Linked DNA regions of Gossypium arboreum: region 1 is linked to region 2. Evidence: chromatin contacts called from public Hi-C data. All regions are on one chromosome and are shown on one strand. Each heading gives the region's core, a stretch centred on a gene start, on an enhancer-like site or on the middle of the called end of the contact. The rest is flanking DNA. Distances are from core to core; before and after follow the strand shown.

What was found. A called contact is a pair of places that touch in the nucleus more often than the background predicts.
Region 1: a Hi-C map of leaf shows a contact between it and region 2, with 2.6 times the contacts expected there. The contact joins the promoter of LOC108478268 here to the promoter of LOC108478731 in region 2. A contact is called at or near these places in 2 of 5 Hi-C or Micro-C datasets (both in leaf).

What each region holds. Positions count from the first base shown.
Region 1 is chr12:105,140,127-105,145,902 of ASM2569848v2, forward strand. LOC108478268 (2-hydroxy-palmitic acid dioxygenase mpo1-like) reads right to left here and starts at 2,432. Exons shown (of 4, transcript XM_017780706.2): 1 at 1,861-2,432; 2 at 1,034-1,096; 3 at 843-914; 4 at 299-733. The coding sequence starts at 2,220. The coding sequence ends at 617. LOC108478267 (cytochrome P450 704B1) reads left to right here. Exons shown (of 6, transcript XM_017780705.2): 6 at 1-699. The coding sequence ends at 120.
Region 2 is chr12:104,962,516-104,967,982 of ASM2569848v2, forward strand. It overlaps LOC108478731 (phosphate transporter PHO1 homolog 3), which reads left to right and starts at 4,039. Exons shown (of 13, transcript XM_017781201.2): 1 at 4,039-4,856; 2 at 4,947-5,292; 3 at 5,371-5,419. The coding sequence starts at 4,259.

The sequences.
Region 1 (5,776 bases), core at 1,182-3,681, 180 kb after region 2:
ATTCTGTGCAGGTTTTTCAAATTTAATTTGGTACCAAACCATCCAGTAAAGTATAGGATGATGACTATTCTATCAATGGAGAAAGGTTTGAAGCTCAAAATAGCCAGACAATCTTGTTGAGGTGGCCAATGGTCTACTTCTGGTCAAAAGTTAAACTATACCAGATGTTGTCCAAACGATAATATATACTTTAGAATTTTGCAAGCAATCAATTCGGATTCTTAACTAGAGAACTCCTCTAAGCTCTGCTGATAATTGCAATAAGGAATACCCTTTTTGATAGAAAAGGCATTATAAATTTAACGGCTGAATAACTAATAAATAGATAGATAACATATGTTGCAGTAACGATCGATTTCAAACAAGCTCCAAAACAGCATGTAAATCTGTTTCAACATGCAAATCCTTCCAACTCTGGCAAATCAGGGATAAAAAAGAGTGGCTATTATAGCCATTTCATGTGAACATATTCATTGTAGCTACAAGCTGATGAACTGTCACTTCATGTGCTTTGAGTCACGATTTGTAGAATGAAACATTAAATGTATATTATGAGTTTGTTCTCATTTTCTACTCAAAGAAATCACCTGCAAGCTAATGTCAATGGATGCAGTATCTAATTAAGTAATTTCTGCTTCTTTTCTTTCCATTCATTGATTTCAGTTTCGATCTTTGCTTGAACAATTGCATGAAACCCAGGGTACGGTTCATAACCAAAGAAGGTTTGAAGAGCCTGAGGAGCAAAGAATAAGAACTTATGAATAGGTATGAAGATCAATCACCTTTTTTTTTCCTGTCCCTTTTCCTTTATTTTGAAAGAGAAAAAAGGAAGATGAAATTACCTCAAACAGCACAAAGAAGGGAGCCATTATAAAGGCTTGAACAAGGTTATCCAATAAAGCTGGTGCTCGTTTCTGTAGCATATTAATCGAAATTTAGGAGAATGAATGTATGATCGAAAGGCATTAACTTTTTGTGTGTATGTGCTTACATGCATGAATATACACATGTATGTATTATTAGAACTCATTACCTCAAAGACCCCATGGCCAATGAACTGTCCAATCCAGCAGAAAAGTTGAACCGCAAGAACGACCTAAAATTGGTTTCAATCCAATCCAATCCAATCCAATCAGAGTAAAGCAAGATAAAGTGAACTTGCAAAATGCAAATTCAGAAACTACAGCAATCAGTTGGAAGAACCAGTGTAACTTGTAAGCAACAAACGGATTGAAACAAGAAGCGTCTGAGATGTAAGTGCCAATGCACTCTATAAAGCAACAAGAACATGCACATGTTGCAGCCATAGAATTTTACGAGAACAGCCATAAAACATTTAGGCAAAATGATCAACTGTTTTTAATTTGTCTGGAAATGTTATGGATTGAGATTCTCTAAAAAAAATTGCAGCTGAGAGGCCAATAAACAATTAAAGATCAATTTCAATGATTTTCAAAGTCCAAGACCATGCTTGGGAATGAAATGGAACCAAAGACTCCATTAGCATGTGGGAATGATAAACTTTCCATGTTTTGGAATAAATTCCAGACGCCACTTATGTTGTAGACTACCATACAACACTAAAGTGAAGCCATCATTCAAAACATTGAAACTTGAAAGGATGCTCCAGAAATAGATCTCTTTGAAGGTCTGGTTCTTTTAGAATAGAAATGCACCCGTATATTTTCAGATTCTTATAAGCAAAACAATGTGTGTGTCAATTTTCTAACACTTTGGAGTTTGGGGGTATGCAGACCCTCCTCCGTGAAAATAAAAAATGAAAAGGATGCTTAATATGACTGAGTCAACCAGAAACCAAAACCAATAAAGAAAGGCGTAACAAAAGGAACAAATTTGTACCTTCCAAGCAAGAGAAAAGCCAAGTCGAGTTGCAAGAACGCTGCTAACAATCCAACAAACCCCGCAAAGTAAGGCAGCCAAGGTTCCAGCTTTGACATCCAAACACATGTAAAACACAGCGTAGACGAAAGCAAACAAGAACCCAAAGTTGAAAATCAACGAAACATGGACTCCAAACAGAGAGAAATTAATATGAGGGAGATTAAACAGAGAAGGAGTGAAGTCAAGAAGGAGAATTGCAGTGAAGAAGATTGGCCAAACAAATAACATGTGAATTACTATGTTTGTTGGGTTGCTATGATATGCACCATAAAAAGCAAAGTGCTTTTCTAGATTAAATAATTCAATCCTATTTCCCATATTCAATTTTCTTGCAAATTTTCTCAAGAAAATTTCTGGGTATGCTGTAAAAGGAGAATACTTGAAAAGCTAAAAATTTTGCTTCGTAAAACAGCGGAAACAAAGTCCTTCTTTACCGTTCAAAAGAAAAAAGTCGTTCTTCTTGGTTCATCAAGGGCCAAATCAGAGAACTAGGACGCTTGCCATTTGACATCCTCATTCAAATATTTATAGTAAAAGTTCTATTTTTTGTTTAATTTAGTCAACGAGTAAACTCTAGAATTAGTTACCCCACTATTAGCATGGTTTTGTTTTCCTCATCTAACTATTAAAATTTTTAATTTAGTCACTAACGTTATAGATCATTTCTATTTTCGCCACTCATGTTTTAGATAGTTCTATTTTGGTGACTCTCTGTTAAATAGTTAATGATAGTGATGATTTTTATAATCAGTATAAATAACACATTTATTCTTCAATATTAACGCATTCTATCAATTTGATCTTAATTTTAAACATTTCAATAAATTTAACCTCCATATTTTCAAATACTTTCAATTTGATCTTCAAACATGTATAATTAAATATAAATATAATTATACCAAACGCATATAATTAAATCTTAATAAACTTATATCTAAACTTTTGGTTTTATAAACTTCATTTATAAAAATGTTTGGGTACCCAATTAGGGAAAAAAAGTTTATATACCACTTGTGACAAAAAAAAATGTTTAGATACCAAAATGAGAGAAATGACATAATTTAGGTATGCTTAATTCGTATCTATTGTGTTTTCCAAGCAACCCACGACACATTAGCGAATGAGGGAATATTGATATACCCCTATCCGTATCAAGACATGTAGCAAGCCAAAAAGACACTTAAACAGTTGGTTTGCCACCAGTAAACCAGAAGGCTACTCGTGAGCTCTCATTTCTTAGATGACCATCCAAACAAGCACATACCATCCGTCATTCGGATCCCGAAGCATCATTGGGAACATGAAATTGTTGGTCACCGAACATTTTGTGGGATCAATTGCTTTCTCCCATCAATTCAGAATGAATGACAAGATCTATAATGTCATAAACATTCTCATCCTATTGAAGACATCCCCTCCACGCGCTCCGTAATAATGAGTAAATGGCAAGTTAAATACGTTAACGCCATCTTACATAGGACCTTTTCCTATAAATACATCCAGGAACAATGAATAAAGAACCGATTCTCTAAGGATATTAAGCCTACACTTTATCAACACTCCTTTTCAACTTTCAACCCTTTATACTTCTTTCAACTTTATTTTCCTTAACCTCTTACTTTTCACCCTCACTAAGTGAATTGACCTCTGTAACAACCACCACTATCTCTTTTATACTACATCCTTATTATTCACTGTATCAACACTCTTCAATGTAAATAATCATTTATATTATTTTTTAGTCTTTTGTGAAAAATAAAATAAAATAAAAATATAAAAATAAAATAAAGAACACATAGATTTTTACGTGGAAACCCTTTCGGGAAAAAACCACGGACAGAGGAGAAGAAAATTCACTATGTCGAATTTAAATCATTACAAGAGGAATAGACTATATCTATTTATAGGCTTCTAAAGCCATATTCTAGTAAGACTGAAACACCTTATTCTAATCAATATCAAATAGATGGAATTTAATAAGGTTTAAAAAACCTTATTCTAAAATAAAATAAAAGAAGTGTAATTCTATATGGATTCTTCTTTTATTTTATTTTACCACTGTATTTTATTTACATAAGGATTCGGGTCACTTAATTCTAACAATCTCCACCTTGACACGAATTCTCAATGAACAAGTTCTTCATCGCGAACTCTCAACGAACAAGTTCTCCACCTCTTCCATAAAACCCTTTAAGGGTTTAACTTCAACCATGAACACCAACCAAGTCTAAGCAATGCTCAAACTTGGTTATAGGAAGTGACTTAGTCGTTATATCTGCAGGATTTTCATGAGTACTAATTTTGCTCACGACAATATCACCATGAGCAATAATATCACGAACAAAATGATATCGAACATCAATATGTTTTGTTCTCTCATGAAACATTTGATCTTTTGTAAGAAAGATGACACCCTAACTGTCACAAAATACTGTGCTGATTTGAAGGTCTTTATTGAATTCACTAAAGAGTCCCTTCAACCAAATAACTTCTTTACAAGCCTCAGTAATCGCCATGTACTCAGCTTCAGTGGTAGATAAAGCGACTGTAGTTTGCAAAGTGGCTTTCCAACTAATTGCACAACATCCGATTGTAAAGACATAACCTGTGAGAGATCTTTTTCTATCAAGGTCTCTAGCAAAATCAACATCAATATACCCAATTACTCCATCTCTAGTTCTTCCAAACTGTAAGCAAACATCAGTAGTTCCTCTTAAATATATTAAAATCCACTGAACTGCTTTCCAATGTTCTTTACCGAGATTCACCATATATCTGCTAACTGCACTAACTGCATATGATAAATCTGGACGTGAACAAACCATAGCATACATGAGAGATTCCACTGCACTAGAGTATGGAACATGTGACATGTACTCAATCTCATCATCTGATTGTGGAGACAAAGCCGATGAAAGTCTAAAATGGGCTGCTAAAGGAGTACTAACAAGCTTAGCACTCTGCATATTGAACCTGCAAAGAACTTTCTCAATGTACCCCTTTTGACTTAGGTACAATTTACTTGCTTTTCTATCTCTGAGAATCTCCATACCAAGTATCTTCTTTGCTGGTCCTAAATCTTTCATCTCAAAATCTTCACTTACTTGGGTTTTGACCTTTCTTATCTCCTATTTATCTTTTACTGCTATCAACATGTCATCAACATAAAGAAGTAGATACACAAAAGAACCATCACTATTTTTCTTAAAGTAAACACAACTGTCAAAATTACTTCTTTTGGAATTATGAGATGTAATACCCCATACCCGTACCTGAGACCGGGATAGGATACGAGGCATTACCGAAATTTTTAGAATAATTTCAATTAATTTATATTATTTAGTATTCATTTTCATGTTTCATGTAACATCCTTTTCATATAATCAATTCAAAATATCATATAAATTATGATACAATACTTAAATTGTCATATTTACATGCTCATTCAGGGTATCCGAACCTACCTGACTAAATTGCAGAAATACCAAGATTTAGGGGCATATTGGTAATTTACCATTTCCCAAATTTCACCCAATCTTAAATTGATAATTTCATTCAATTTATTAATTTAGATAAGAAAACAATTTATTCCCTTCAATTTAGTCATTTTTGACATTTTTATAAAATTGCCCCCTAAAGTTTTACTTTTATTCAATTTAGTCCATGAGCTTAAAACAAGCAAATTAGCCATGTTAACTGAATATTCATATATATTTTTCCTCCTCCTCCTCTCCATTCCACATCCTTAATGTATATAACATTCTTGTAAGTACGATTTCACAATTTACTTATTAATGCTCACATCAATCTGTTCACATGAGTCATAGTCACTCAATTATTTATAATTCGAGCTACAAAGCTCAAAATTAAGATC
Region 2 (5,467 bases), core at 2,789-5,288:
TATCATGACAATAGTGTGCATAGACGTGTAAAAACTTTAGTATTTACCTTCTTTTCGAGTAAGATAAATTTTATTATTATCGTGGTAAAAAATAATTATATAATAAATATATTCATTGAAGACAACTAAAGATGGTATAAAATTTAAATGATTAAAGCAAAAGTTTTATATACATATTATTATTGGTTCAAATCTTTTCTTTTTATTTATAAAAATATTTAAAATAAAATATTCACATAATCATAAAACTTTGTAAATAAAATAAATTTTTTTGGTAATTCGATTGATGAGTGATAATATTTCAAACTCTATAATAATAATTTTCTATTTTTATTATAGTCAAATATAATATCTAAAAATTTGGAGATAAATAAAGAAATTTTATATATAAGATCTGAGATAAAATCTTTGGATAAATTGGAGGATTTTTCTTGAAATAAAATTTTTAAGTCAAATTATTCTATGGGTAAACTATAAAACAATTACTTTTATTTGCCTATATTTTAGTCACTTATGTTTTAAAATTTATGTTTTAATCACTTATGTTATTATTTTGTTACGAGGTGATCACTCTACTGTTAAGTTCCATTACTTCTTTAACGATGGTCCTACATATGGTAGTCCAAATTAATTAAATTTATTTAATTAAAAATCTATTTTCATCCCAACAACTAGATATTTAAGTTGACATTTAAAATCATTTGGATTGCCACATAGAACCGTTGTTAGAGAGGTAATGGAGTTTAACGGTAGAGTGACCACTTTATAACAAAATAATAACGTAAATGACTAAAATGTAATATTTTAAACATAAAGAAAAAAACAAAAAGTCACCCTTAGTGTAAACATACCCTTAACTTCTCTTTTTCTTAAGACAAAAAAATTGAAATTATGGAGATCAATATTTAAAGATGAAACGAATTAAATTGTGAAGTCTTAGTTAAGCAATGAAATAATTTTAGATGCATGAACATGATACGTGAAGGAACGACCAGATAACTCGGCAAAATTATCAGAATCAATATTGACCGAGAAAAAGGCAAGGATGGGACCCAAAATTTTAGATATTTGTCAAATTCCGTAAATCAAAGGTTTAGGAATGACTTATCCAGCAGTCCGCAATGGTTACCTCAAATGGTTCGCTTTCAGTTACAGCTGAGGAAAAAAAGAAGCTCAAAATCAATTAGAGATAAAATTATTTCGGTTAGCTTTTCACTACTCTATATATATTTGACTCTGATTTGGATAATTATTGAGATACATTGAAGTTTATTAACTGAAAATGATTTCACTTAATATTTAGATGAATCAAATAACATGACCAATTTTCAAATAAATATGTACAATAAAATTAATAAATAAAATTTGACCTATTCAATATATAATTGGTGTAATTATTACGATTATATTATGTTAGCATCTTAGGTGTGTAATACTTAAAATTTAAAACAATAATTAATATAGCCAATAAGATTAAATAATAAAATTTAAATATCTAAATAGAAAACCTTAATATTATATTAAAATTGTAATTGATGTAGTCATGAGATGTTATTATTGATTAAGGTGGAAGCCTTTATAGGTTTTGTTTGGATTTTTCTTGTTTTTTATCTGTGGTATTTTATAATAATTTGATTATATATTATAATTACTTGTTGAAACATGTATTTGTATTAATAAATATATTCTATTTATAAAAATAAAAAATAAATATATTTTTTATATTTATTGGTAAAAGAATCAACAAAAATAAATCGAAGAGGTTCTAAGACAGCAGAAAATGGATCCCTCATTTCAGAGAAAAATGGAGGCTCAAGGAGTCCCCTACTTTCGGGTTTAGGGTTTCCCTTTATTATACTAGGTTGAATCCCGGGTCGAACCCCTGGTCAAATCATTTTTATTTTATTATAATTATATAACAATACTATAAATATAACGTATTAACAACCATGAAATCGTATCATTACAATTTTTTTTTTGGGAGAATGTATAAAATTATAATATAAGTTTAATGATCCAAAGGAAAAAATGGATTTAAGAAGTAATAAAAAAAATAATAAAAAGAAACATTTGTCAAAAAGGTATATTGAATGAAAGGAAAAATGTAAAGAAGCAGAAGCAGAGAAGGGGAAAACGAAAGTTACAACTTTTTGACCTGAAAATCTTTTGCTGTGATTATGATGACGCTAGGGATGATGTTAAAATGCTAATTGATTTTGATTACGACCTTCCTCAATTGGATTAAGTTTTGACAGTAAAAACTTTGCTAATCCAAAACCTACTTTCGCTATAATTAATTTATAATCAAACAAACAAAATGTAGTTAGATTTATTTATTTTATAAAAATGAAACTAATCAAATGTCGGGTTTATTATTCAGATTTCAGCAAAACCAAATATTCGTACAATTAAGTAGCATACTAATGTTGTCAATTTGTACAAATAAAAAATAAAAATAAAGCAATTTTGTAAATTCAAAACGGTTTATTGTGTTTGACCAGAAAAAAGCAACAAACGGTTTCTTATTTAAGATGTAAATAATAATTAAATTATCAAAATGTTTTCTTATTTCATAGATTACTTTAATTATTTAATGCTTTGATTTTGTCCATCCGTACTACCTAACAGAAAGAAATTTTGATAACTTCAATTCAAACGATGGGTCTCCTAATAACTAAAACTCCCAACTTTTAATTAATTAAATATGAGATTTGATTTCTTATTTCTTACTTTACCTTAATTAATTCAATGTTTAAATAAAGAAATTATAACTAGGAAATCAATTGAGATAGTTTTAAAATTTAATTTAATCTATTCATGTAATATTTTGTTGGACAGAAATCATATAATTTTTTTTAAAATTTTAATAATTCCAATTTTCATATAATTTCTTCTTAACCCAAAACTTTTTTATGAGCCCTTTTTTTATAATTTATTTTCTTAACAGAATTTGTAAAGAAAGAGACAATAGTCAAAATCATTGAACAAAGATTTGACAATTTTGACGACTAACCCTATAATTTAAGCGAAACGCGATGAGGAAGAATATTCAAGAAACTGGTTCTAATTTTTTAGGACATTATTAATTTTCTTTTTTGGTGTAAAAAATTGTTAAAAATTTCAAAGAAGAAAGAGAAAGCAACATTTTTCTTCACCTGCTACATTAAACTAAGCCTAAAGTTAAAACAGAAAAAACTTAAATTTGACTCGATTTAAAAAACCCTCCAAAATACAAAACCAAGGTTTAAGATATGGTCAACCATTGTTTGTCTTAAATTCTAAGTGGTCAGACATGTGAATGTTTCTTCACGTCAAAAGGTTCAGCTCCCTGCATACATGCAAAGTCTAAACGGTCATGCATTCCAGCTCACTCTGTTCCCCATACCTAAAATGTTATTTATTGAATTTCACGATTTTATTTATAAAAATATCTTTCATAAATTCTTTTTTGTCTAGAACCATCTCATTTTCTTATACCTCAAGTATTAGAGCGAACCATTCTTGGTAGGCATTACAATAATATTTTACTCTAATATTTAGGGGTGAATATTCAATCGAATCGAATAAATATTTTTAGAGTTAGCTGAGTTAATGAATCTTATTTTACCATTCTAACTCAATTTAAAATTTTCTCGAATCGAGTCAAGTGAGATGAAATTCGAATCAAATCGAATAGAAAAAAATAATTTTGGGTACTTGTAGCTACTAACACCTACCATAATTAAATTTATTGTTAACTTTTATCCATTAAAATTTTTTATTAATTTTTTCGAATCGAATCGAATTTTAGTCACGCTTACTAATATCAAATATATGCTTCACGATTTTATTCACAAAAATGTGTATCCATCAATTTAGTGAAAAACAATATGAAATGAGCTCAGGGATCCCTTTCTATTTCTAGTTCATACTAGTCCTCCGTTTTCACGTAAATGCATGGCCTGCTAATTAATAAATGGCCTTATACAGCTGCCAACCGCAATGGTAGGTGTTACAGTGTTGATTTTTTAACTAAAAGTTGAAGTTTCTTTACGTGAACAGTGAAACGAAAAGTACTGAGAAAGGATATTAAAGAGAAAAGGTCAATGTTTTACGTCTATAAATATGCACACAAGGACGTCAGGTCGAGGCCAAGCTAATTTCCCTCTCCTCATTGATTTTCTTTCAAACCCATTTTCCAGACATTTCTTCAAGCTTCGTTTTGCACTCTGTCTGCTAAGTGCTAAGCAGTAAACAAAAACGAAAGAGTGGGTAAAAGATGAAGTTTGGAAAGGAATTTGCATCTCAAATGGTGCCGGAATGGCAAGGGGCGTACATGGATTATGATTATCTCAAAACCCTGTTAAAAGATATTCATACTTTCAATCAAAGAACCAAACAACAATCCATCCCACATGGGCTGAAACGCAGCCTGTCAATGTATAGAGCTTTCAGTGGGTTGTTGATTCACAGGCATAGTCAACACCCACCCACTAGTCCACCTTCACCGGATGTGGAAGAACAACCAATTTTGGTGAACTCCGTGAACCGAAATGGCTCCCACAAGGTTGAAACAACGTTCCTTATGCAAGGAGACAAAGGTGGAGAATACGAATTGGTTTACTTCAGAAGGCTTGATGATGAGTTCAATAAAGTGGATAAGTTTTACAAGTCCAAGGTAGCCGAGGTAACGCAGGAGGCTGAGGTCTTGAACAAGCAAATGGATGCCCTCATTGCTTTCAGAATCAAAGTGGAGAATCCTCATGGATGGTCCTGGCAAGATCAGTCCGGCGACTTGACTCGTCTTGCCTCCGATGTTGCCATGTCCACTGCCACACTCGCAGCTACGATTCCGGCCGGTGCTAGAGCAAGCGGCAGTAAGTACTAAGTAGTCAAGCATTGGTTTAAACTAAAATTAAAGCTGGTGAGGCAAATTTTGTGAATACCCCTTTGTTGTTGATTTGCAGGAAGATCAGTTGAGCACATGGAGATCATCGAAGAAGGGCCAAGCGTCCACGATGATTCAGATGAAGATAAGAAAGATACTGTAAAGAAAGATAGCGGAGAGCAAAATATTGAAAAACCAGTGGGTAGTAAGTTCAAGAAACATAAACCAGCTCCATTGCAGATACTAGACCGTGTAAAAATGAATAACACACTTGCGACGCCTCGATCCACCATTAAAGTGTTTCTAAACGCCCCTAAACAGTCTGATTTGAAGTTCGATAGGGAGAATCTCAAGAGAGTTGAGAATAAACTTAAGCGAGCTTTTGTTGAATTCTACCAGAAACTTCTCCTCCTTAAAAGTTACAGGTACTGATCAATGCTGCTTATTTTAACACTTTGTTTGATTTCATGAAATTGTATTTGACTTTGTTTCCCATTAAGCAGCTTCTTAAATACATTGGCTTTCTCAAAAATCATGAAGAAATATGACAAGGTATGTATACCTCTCATTTATATGCCAAATCATTCGATGATTAGATTT